Regions from separate parts of the Mus musculus genome. Here region 1 is linked to region 2. Evidence: chromatin contacts called from public HiChIP or PLAC-seq data. All regions are on one chromosome and are shown on one strand. The core of a region is the stretch at or near the end of the contact, and the rest is flanking DNA. Distances in the headings are between cores, read along the strand shown. Region 1 has its middle 8.0 kb from the start of Mir7080. Region 2 holds the start of 9330133O14Rik (RIKEN cDNA 9330133O14 gene).

Region 1 (4,944 bases), core at 894-3,393, 690 kb after region 2:
CACCAGCAGGGTAGGAGGTTGGGGGCCCAGGGTGTCAGCCACGTCTGACCCAGTCCCACAGTGCAAGAGCCTGACAGTTTTTAGATTTGCCTGGGTTCTTCTCTGGTGAAGCCAAGGCACCTGGGATCCCAGCAGCAGCAGCAGCAGACGAAAGAGAATGGAGGAAAGGCTTATGCACGTTAGAAGAGTCAGTGTGGAGGGCTTGGGATAGCTGCTGCCTGGAGGGGTGAGAGATCACAAAGCAAGGAGAGGGTGAGTTTCTCTCAGCGCTTGAGGAACCTGGTCCAGAAGTGTGTCCTAGACTCTCACCTCACAAGGAAATCATGGCTCGGATTAGTGGAGGGACTTGCCTGGGTCAGGCGCTGGGTGGGGGCAGGGCCAGTACATCCTCGATTGGCCGAGTTCCTGTGTTCACCCCCTTTGCTACTTTAAAGTGTGTGCTGGGCTGGTGAGATGGCTCAGTGGGTAAGAGCACCCGACTGCTCTTCCGAAGGTCCAGAGTTCAAATCCCAGCAACCACATGGTGGCTCACAACCATCCGCAACAAGATCTGACTCCCTCTTCTGGAGTGTCTGAAGACAGCTATAGTGTACTTACATATATTAATAAAATAAATCTTAAAAAAAAAAAAAAGTGTGTGCTATGTGATCTTGGAATCGAGGGGAGCCTGTGTGAGACAAAGCCAATGAGGCAGATGGAATGCGTTCCCAGATGCTGGGGAGCCTCCCAACCTCAGCTGGAGCCTCACTCTCGAGCAGATAGCGCGGGAATGACTTGGGTGAAGAATTTCCAAGTTGGCTGAACTAGGGGTCCTAGAGTGGCCACAGGCCCCACAAGCCCACCCACTGGGACTGACTGGGACCCTGGAGGTTGACTCACGCTATGGGATCGGCCCTTTCTCCACAGGCTCTGCAGAACTGGAGGCATTGGGTGATCTGCCTAGCCAGCACCAGCGTTTAACAGCTGTGGACCTTTAACAGCTTTTGGCCTGAGATGGCGGCCTCTCCATCTGAGGGGGTCTGATCCTTGTTCCTTGTCTGCCAGAGACAAGTATGGCTACTTAACAGGGCTACGAGTGTACCACTGAGAGGTAGGCTTACATTCTGTCTTTTTGAACTTGGGTTCCAATGTCACTTCTACAGCTAGGTCATTAAAATACCACATGCTAAGTGATCTCAGAATTCAGAAAGTGGATATATCAGATTTCTGTAAGTTCAAGGCCAGCCTGGTCTACATAGTAAATCCTAGGCTAGCTAAGGCTACATAAGAGGACCCTGTTTAAAAAAACAAAAACAAACAAACAAAAAAATGTTGGGTGGTGGTGGTGCACACCATTAATCCTAGTACTCAGGAGGTAGAGGCAGGCAGATCTCTGTGTTCAAGGCCAGCCTGTTCCAGAGATTGAGTTATAGGACAGCCAGGGCTACACAGAGAGACTCTGTCCTGAAAAACAAAAACAAATAAACAAAACTCCTACAAATACCACATACTGTCCTGCTCAGTTGAAATATTAGCCACCAAGGGGCCACCATGCCAAGAGTGGCCCATGGCCAGTGTCATGAGAATAAGTCTCCAGGCCCAGTGAGCTTCTGTCCTGACTAAATGGATCAATGACCTCAGGACCCCTTATGGTCCCCCTCTCTCAGTTACCTAAGATTCAGCCCTGGCTGCTGTCACTGTTAAGAGAGGAGAGACTTCAGGCAGAGCCACATAGCTGCCTTACTGAATCGACTGAGAGTTTCTTATGCTCTGAGCGCTGCACTTCGGCTCGACCTGCCATGCACTCTGATGTAACATAAAGACTTTTGTAGGAGGTAGGGTGGGTGGTGGTCAGTCTGATTTGTGGTATCAGCTTATTAGTCTAAGGGGACAGCCAGCTTCTGTAGGTCCCTCCTCTGTGTTCTAAATGTGTTCCCCCCCTCACTGTCCCTCCTCCAGAGCCCCCTGGGCCTCGGAGGCCAAGCTCTGCCTGGCTGGATTAGTGCCTCTCCTGCTCCTCATCCAAGCTAGGCCTGGATGGAGGGGGTGAGAAGGACTGGAAGGCTGTTCTTTCCCCTGCTGCTGAGAGGAAGTGCAGGCAGGAACCTGTGACTAAGTGCCTGTAATTGGTGTGGGGGCTGAAAAGCTGTCAGACAAGCCCCACGCAGTCTGGCCAATCACACAAGAGCTGTGAGTGAAGCCCATTCCCTTCACCACCTGGTCCTGTCCTGTCCTGTCTGTGCAGGCCCCTTATGGTGGGCAACCAGCCAGCTCTAGGGGTGTGTCTTCCCTGCTCCCTCCCCTCTCTCTTCTAACTCTCTTCCCCCCTCCCTCCTCCTCTCACCAGATCCAGTGCCTGTACACGGTGGAGTATCCCTCCCTCCTCAGAACTCCCTAAGCCATTTGCTTAAACATTGCCTGCTGTGTTGAGTTCTCACAACAGCCCCACGTGATGGCCTACTGTGAGTGCGTGTGTGCGTTTCATGGAAAGGGGAGTTGAACTCAGAGAAATGCAGCCAGTTAGCCAAGAATGCACAGCAGAATCTTGAGCTGGGCCCTTCGTGCTTGACTCCCAGGTTGCAAAGCCTTGAGTTTTGGTTATGTATACAGGTGTGTTCAGGTGTGTGTCTGTGCACACACAAGTGTGTGTGTGTGTGTGCGCGCGCGTGTGCGCGTGTGCGCGCGCATGTTTGTGTGTTGTTTTACCATGTGTCTGAGTGTGCATGTGTGGGAAGGGCCGCACTCTCCTCTGTTGCTTTAACTATTGAAGCCTCTTCCAAGACTCTCCCAGTTGGCCTACTCTATGGGGCTTTAACCCAACAAGAACATCCAGATTTAAAGAGGTTATCTGCAGGGTGAAGCCTGTATCTCTCTTGAACAGCTATGTCACTGTGCCCAGTTTGTAAATGAGCACTGGGGCTTGAAGGCCAGTGCACGAGAGAGCTATGCCCCTTACCACATGCATGAAAATTCAGGCATTAGGTGGGTTCGTGGAGTTTGCCCTGGGTAGCCTCACCCCTAGAAGGCTCCATTTTACAAGTATACGAGAATCTCAGCCAGAGGAAGTAGGGTAAGAAGCCATCTGTTCAGGGTGCCAGGAGTTACATGTCGTCGTTTTAGGCTGTGGGTGGGGGAACTGATGGCCAAGGGTTAATGGGCTAAATCCTCAGAGTTACCAATGTTGAACAGAATATCCCCGAGAAACAGCCCTGGGCTAAAGGAGGTGGGCAGGGCTGTGAGGCAGCAGGGGTTCCTCCCTTGCTCTGGGCTCTAGCTTTGGTGGCATCTACTTCAGCAACCAAGATGAGACTTGGGGACACGTCCTAAGACACCTCCAGAGCCAGCTGCTTCTCAGTGTTCTCTCTCAGCCAGGGCCACAACCCTGACCCTGGCCAGGCCTGAGGCCTAGACTTCAAGGTGATCCTTGGTGGGGTTTCAGGATAATAAATATCAAGGTCTCAGTCATCATGTGAAACAGAGGGAGAGAGACAGAGAGACAGAGACAGAGAGGGAGAGACAGAGACAGAGAAAGATACAGAGAGACAGAGACAGATACAGAGAGACAGATACAGAGACAGACAGAGACAGAGAGACGGAGACATAGAAACATAGAGACAGACAGACAGACACAGACGCAGACACACACACACACACAGAGAGAGAGAGAGAGAGAGAGAGAGAGAGCACTCCTTCTGGCTCACATAGTTTCTCTTTTTTCCTAGACTGCTGCATTGCGTAGTCCAGGCTCCTGGCCCTAAAGGAGAGTCTAGAAGAGGGTCAGTATGTCCTTTAAGACTCCATTACAATTACACTCCCAATTCCAGTCTATATTACCAAGAGAGCCTGCTCTTACTGGCTCAGCTCCATCCTAAGTCCTTGCTGGACTCATCTAAAAAAAACCCTGGGCCCATCCTGGATCATTAGCTATTGTGGCTCGAGACAAGTATCTGTGCCTCTTTGTGGTCTGGAGCACCTTCTGGGAGCACCTCCTGGGAGCACCCTGGTGCTACTACTTCCCCAAATGGTCACAAGGTCACCTACTGTTTTGCTGGGCTTTGGACCTTATGTGCATGGAATCTCTGTACACGTGGCCCTCTTCTCACTGACCTGTAGCATCCAGAATACGTATCTCTCACCCCATGGTAGGAGGTTCCCCCTCCATTGCCTCTGTGCTGTGCATCCTTCTTTAGCTAGGGGGCTGCTCTGGACGTCCCTATACTCAGTTTTTGGAGGCTGGCCCGCTGGTCCCAGGGTGAACACAGTTTGTCAGGAGGCAGGGCCCATCCAGAACACTTGCCACCTTTTGTGCCTTCTTCTCAGCCCTTCTGGGCATGTGCCAAGTGCTGGGACTTGACTTCCATTTCTTTCTCTGCTGTTGAGGCACAGTGCTTCCAGGCCACTGGGGACTCCTGGGTTTTTCTTGTTGTTTTGAGACAAGGTCTCACCAAGTAGCACTGGGTGAGTTGGAACTCTCTATGTAGACTGTCTAAGTTAGGGCTTTACTGCTGTGAACAGACACCATGACCAAGGCAAGTCTTATAAAAAGCAACATTTATTTGGGGCCGGCTTACAGGTTCAGAGGTCCAGTCCATTATCATCAAGGTGGGAGCAGGGCAGCATCTAGACAGGCATGGCACAGGCAGAGCTGTGAGTTCTACATCTTCATCCAAAGGCTGCTAGTGGAAGACTGACTTCCAGGCAAGTAGGGTGAGGATCTTAAGCCCACACCCACAGTGGCACACCCATCCCAACCAGGTCACACCTATTCCAACAAGGCCACACCTCCAAATGGTGCCACTCCCTGGTCCAAGAATATACAAACCATCACATAGATCAAGCTGACCTTGACCTCCCAGAGATCCATTGGCCTCTGTCTCCCAAGTGCTACTAGGGTTACAGGTGTGCTTCACCACATCAGGCTGTTTGAGCCAGCGTCTTATATAACCACTTACTATGTAGCTAACG
Region 2 (5,386 bases), core at 2,220-4,719:
CCTGGTGCAGCGTGACGCTCAGGGAGGAGTTGATGGGCAGGATCAGCGCTTCATCTCGCTTCCCCCCTGAAACAACAACCGAAGCAGTGAGTTCCTGGTCCTCCCCTCAGTGCTCCATCCCCTCTCACTACACAACCTCAGGAAGACCTCCTAAATTGGCAGCAGACTCAAAGCTCAGTGAACCTTCCCAGAGCACAGTGGAGGTAGGGGACCAGTCCACTTCTAATTCACACTTCCTCCTTCTTTCTCTCACTGCCCAGATACAGCCGAGGGCGTTTACCAGGAATCATGTGCCTATGTGGCTGGTGGTCTATCTCCTCCACCTGCTTGTCCGCCCAGAGGAGTCCGGGTCCTGACCGTGTCCCAGATGGTACCGATCAGAACGGCCCCTCTGCCCAGGACTCCCGCGACCCCAAGCACAGTCAAATCTCCCAGAAAGGGCTGGAGCAATGGCTCAGTGGTTAAGAGCACCGACTGCTCTTCCAAAGGTCCTGAGTTCAAATCCTAGCAACCACATAGTGGCTCACAACCATCCGTAATGAGATCTGACGCCCTCTTCTGGAGCATCTGAAGACAGCTACAGTGTACTCAGATTTAATAATAAATAAATCTTTTAAAAAAAAAAATGTCCCAGAAAGCCTGAGGCGCAGATATCTGAGGGTGCCCGCAGCTCTTAGCTTGTAGCATCACACTTATGTCGGGTTTCTGCACATGCTTGGCTAATTAGGAGTTGTTTGGCCAGGCGATAACAAAAGACCCACTGGGCAGGTGATTTCACCCTTTGCTGCCTACAGACAGACATCTGCACACAGGTAGCTCTCCTGGAACCACAGGGCTGCTCTGAAGAACACAGAGCGGATGCCCTATGGCCTAAGGCTGAAGCCCAGCTGCCCTATACAAGACAGGAAGGAAGACCCTGGGGCCTCAGATGTAGGCACCGCTAGGGTATATGGCTTTGGGTACACTATTTTTTTTTGTTTGTTTGTTTGATTTTTGGAGACAGGGTTTCTCTGTGTAGCCCTGGCTGTCCTGGACTCACTCTGTAGACCAGGCTGGCCTCGAACTCAGAAATCCTCCTGCCTCTGCCTCCCAAGTGCTGAGATTAAAGGCATGTGCCACCACTGCCCGACTTGGCTTTGGGTACACTTATGTGGGTTTCTTCTTGCCCACTGGTCCCAGGTCAGCAACACTTGCATCAAGAAAACCCAGGCAGCTGAGTGCGACAAACTTTGTTTGTTTCAGCCCTGCCCTTGTTCCAAGGCTCTGTTAGCCTGGGAGTTCCACACTTTCCTCCCTGAAGGACAGCAGGCTGCCCTGGCTCAGCTGGCCACCTGGACTTCATCCACAGGGCAGATGGATGCTTCTCCCAGCCTGGCCTGCAGTTTCCAGAGGAGGCCTGATGGCTCCTGCAGGAACCCTACAGAGCCCCAGCAGGAACAAGTATCATACAAAGTAGGTGTATCTATCTGTCTGCCATAAAAGAGGTGGTGTCCCTCCTCCAATAGCTAAAGGTTATGCTTTGTTTTTTAAAAGATTTATTTATTTATTTCATGTATGTGAGTACACTGTTGTTGTCTTCAGACACACCAGAGGATCCCATTACAGATGGTTGTGAGCCACTATGTGGTTACTGGGAATTGAACTCAGGACCTCTGGAAGAGCAGTCAGTGCTCTTAATCACTAAGCCATCTCTCCAGGCCCAGCTAAAGGTTTTAATAGGACTTGAGTCTCAGTGCACAGCAGAAAACCATTAGATCTCACCCCAAATCATGTCACACCAAAAAGGAGGATCTCACACTGAGACAAAAACCAAAAGACACTAACGTTGAAGTGTCTAGAGATGCTGCAACTGCTGGCAAAGGCTTTAAAGCAGCCACCATGGAAGTGCTCCAAGCAGCAACCACGCAAAGAAGAAATGGCCCGCAAAGAGATGAAGTAAGAAATGGGGAGCTGGAGAGATGGCTCAGTGGATAAGAGCGCCGATTGCTCTTCCAAAGGTCCTGAGTTCAAATCCCAGCAACCACATGGTGGCTCACAACCATCTGTAATGAGATCTGACCCCCTCTTGTGGTGCACCTGAAATAGCTACAGTGTAATTATTTATAATAATTATTTATAATAATAAATAAATCTTTGGGCCAGAGAGAGCTGGGGTTGACTGGAGCAAGCAAAGGTACTAAATTCAATCCCCAACAACCACATGAAGGTTCACAACTATAATGTACTCATATACATTAAATAAATTAATTAAATCTTAAGGGTTGGCGTAGCACTGGTGGGAATACCAGCTGGGTACTGCCACCCCAGGGAACCCACAGATCATTAACAGAATGAAGAACTGACTCTTGTTCTCCCAGAGCTGCCAGGGCATTCTTCCTAGGAAGGATGAAAGTTCACACCAAAACCTGCCCATAAATGTGGCAGCAGTTTTCCTGGTAACAACAGAGCCCCTGTTCTAGGGCCTAAGCAACAGTGGGCAATGAAATCCTGCTGCGTCCACCTGGATAATCCTCGGGAAGAGCGTGCGTACTGAAACGAGCCAAACTCAAGAATCTACAGGCTGCGTGGATCCACTTCTAAATGACCACGGTGGAAGGAAGAGCAGAGGGAGACTGGGGTGAGAAGCCCTGGTCCCGGCAATACCTCCCCAGTTTACAAGTGTCACCAGGGAGGGAGGAAGATCTGCCCCTCACCAGCGCCCCTCGGATCCCTGCATGGCAACGCCCCCTTCATCCCTGAGCTACCCTCCCAGCCTTCTCCAGCCCAGCTACTCCAGATCCGGGACATTGGTCTTTCCCTCCAGCCCTAGGACCCTGAATCCCGGCAGCAGTGACCCTCATCTCCAGCCCTGTGCACATCGATCCCGGCACCTGTGCCCCGGTCTCCAACTCCCAGGCTCCCCGATCCTGGTTGTAGTAACCCCCATTTCCACCACTGTGCCCATGGATCTGACGGTGGCGAACTTCCCCCTCATTCCAGCCTGGAGGATCCCCTTTCCAGCCCAGCTACTCTGGAACCCGACCCTCGAGCCCAGGGGTCCCAGTGACTACAGCCTCCAGCTCTATGCCCCGATCCCGGCCGAGGTGACTGTTGTCTCCAGCACTCACAGTACTTGATAACTGCGATGTTGACCGGCGCCGTGCAGGTGACCATTAGGTCCTGAGGCTTTTCTGAGGCCATAACTGAGATGCTGGAGTCCCGAGCTAGAGAGCCCAGCACCGATTACCCGGTGTCTACAGACTCACGCGCTGCCATATGATTGGCCCGCTGGCCGGGCTTTTCCCGTGCTGTCCAATAGGCGACAGGCCGAGCCCATGATCCACTTTTTAGCCTATGGACAGGATCGAATGATGTGCGGCTGACACTGAGCCCGCCCCCGGTGCCTGCAAGCTCGTGGCTGCGAGCGAGAGGCGGGGTCCGCTCAGGGAGTGGAATCTACGCATGCGCAGGAGGTGGTATCTGCGCAGGCGTAGGAGGCCTCCTTCTTACAAAGGTTCCTCCTTCTGGCACAAGCACCACTGGATAGCCTGAGTGACCGTCGGGACAGCGGGGCCATCTGCTGCTGAAACAGCGGAGCTGAAAAAGGATACGCATCTAGCCTCTACGCTGCATGAAAAGCTCACTAGACGGTGAATCCGGAGGGATCCGCAGCCCAAGGTCGCGCCCGAGCCCCACATCCTGGAATCTTCTACATTCACAATCTGACTTCTCTTGTCACAACCTCCAGTCTCCTGGTCCCACAGTCTGGGGTCTCACAGCTTGCCTGAGGTGTCCAGCCGCCGCGCCGGCGGATGTACTGCATCCGAGATGGGCATTTTCTCTCCCAAGCTCCACACAAGCAAGAATTTTGTCGTTTTTTTTTTTTTTTTTTCCGTAGCTGAAATGGATCGGCACATTTCTGTGTCATTCTTACGGTACAGTTTAGTGACCTTTAGTATATTTACTTGATACAACCGTCACCTCTGTTTCCAGAACTAACCATCCATTCTCCAACAGAAACAGATACAACTTCCTGGTTCCACCTCCTGTAAAATCGTGGCTGTTGAATGGCTTAGAGTTCCGAAGATGTGCGAGCACACGATACCCACCCAGGCCACCAGTTCTGTTCCTAGGAGTGTGGATGGTACCTAATCCTTTCACAGCCTTCTGGCTGACATTTTCTACACAGTGAATGGGAGTTGCTTTTTTTTTCCATGCTGCTTTTTCTACGTCTGAGTTTCTTGGACACTTTCCAGCTGCACACCAAAACAGCTTCCTTGTTTGTCTAGACCGTCGGTAATTGACTCAAGCCGTCCCCCTTGGAAGCCATGCACCGGACTTTCCTTGCATTGTGTATAAGAGTGCTTGCGTAGATTCCTAGAAGTGGATGAACCAGCCAAGCAGCTATGTGCCTGGGGCGATGTTGATAGCTGTTGGCCGGCTGCCATCTTGGAAGCTGGATCGATTGCTCAGCTCTCTCTGCTAGAGCGAGAGTGTGTGAATAGGCCTTCTGCGCCACAGTAGACAGCCTGTCAGTCAGGCTGACAGCTGACCAATGGGAGTTCACTATTGTTTCCTTGTGGCTTGTGAGATGGCTCGTATTTTCAATTTCTCTTGCAATAACTTTTCTGCTTCATACACACACACACACACACACACACACACACACACACACACACCAGCAGAAAGGTGGTGTGTTTAATCCCAACACTCAGGAGGCAGAGGTCAGGTGGATTTCTGTAAATTCCAGGGCAGCCTGATCTACAGAGTAAGTTCCAGGGCTACACAGAAACCATGTCTTGAAAAAACCTAAATAAATAAACCCAAAGAAGAAGAAGGGGGGAGGATGTCTCTGTGAGTTCAAGGCCAGCCAGAAGTTCACTGTGAGATCCTGTCTCTAAAAAATAAAAACAATAAGTTAAAGAAAGAAGAGAACAATTAATTTACTCCGGAATGAATAGTTTCACCCATGGGTATTTTTGTACATTATCAGGTACAGAGACCAAGGTCACCTCATGAGCTGAAGGACACCAGTACCTGAAACCCCATATACTTTGAAGCTAAGAGTCAGTAGTAGGTCATCTCTCTACTCATCAAATGTTGTAAATGTCTGTCATGTTTGTGAAGTTCACTGTTAGGTCAGGGATACACACATGCATGAGACATGAAGGGAGGAGAGTCCACCAGGGCTGAGTGACCATCTGCTTGCACCTCAGAGCTTGGTCTGAACAGGCCAGCAGAGGGGACCAACGTGCAGCTGTGGTTCCCAGCCCAGGCACTGGGGACAGAAAACCTCTAAAAGCAACCTCAAAAGGGAGGATGCTGTTTGTGGATTTCTGTGCCCCTGTCGCTTGTCCCTTTGAACTCAGTTCCCTAGAGAAGTCTTCAGAGGTCAGAGTTGTTCCAG

The links. HiChIP or PLAC-seq counts read pairs in DNA pulled down with a chosen protein or histone mark.
Region 1: a contact with region 2 is called in an H3K27ac HiChIP or PLAC-seq map of large pre-B cells, with 3 times the contacts expected there. The contact joins the enhancer-like site here to the promoter of 9330133O14Rik in region 2. A contact is called at or near these places in 3 of 39 promoter capture datasets (embryonic stem cells, liver and stem cell-derived epiblast-like cells), 4 of 115 datasets of contacts at active chromatin or transcription factors (astrocytes, differentiating embryonic stem cells, embryonic midbrain and 1 more) and 2 of 9 other capture datasets (embryonic stem cells and liver).

Annotation. Positions count from the first base shown.
Region 1 is chr8:123,135,673-123,140,616 of GRCm38.p6, forward strand. No RefSeq gene overlaps it. Among named protein-coding and RNA genes, the nearest start is that of Mir7080, 8.0 kb to the left of the region's middle. Within about 2 kb of position 2,144, at least 137 of the 459 cell types and tissues checked have an H3K27ac peak or open chromatin away from gene starts, as enhancers often do. A contact at or near this core is called in astrocytes, where this site is marked.
Region 2 is chr8:122,440,187-122,445,572 of GRCm38.p6, forward strand. 9330133O14Rik (RIKEN cDNA 9330133O14 gene) reads left to right here and starts at 3,470. Exons shown (of 1, transcript NR_045696.1): 1 at 3,470-5,386. Mvd (mevalonate (diphospho) decarboxylase) reads right to left here and starts at 3,236. Exons shown (of 10, transcript NM_138656.2): 1 at 3,108-3,236; 2 at 1-66. The coding sequence starts at 3,180. Gm51557 (a long non-coding RNA gene) reads left to right here. Exons shown (of 3, transcript XR_003947483.1): 2 at 1-86; 3 at 261-510. Gm20735 (predicted gene, 20735) reads right to left here. Exons shown (of 3, transcript NR_015497.2): 3 at 5,082-5,386.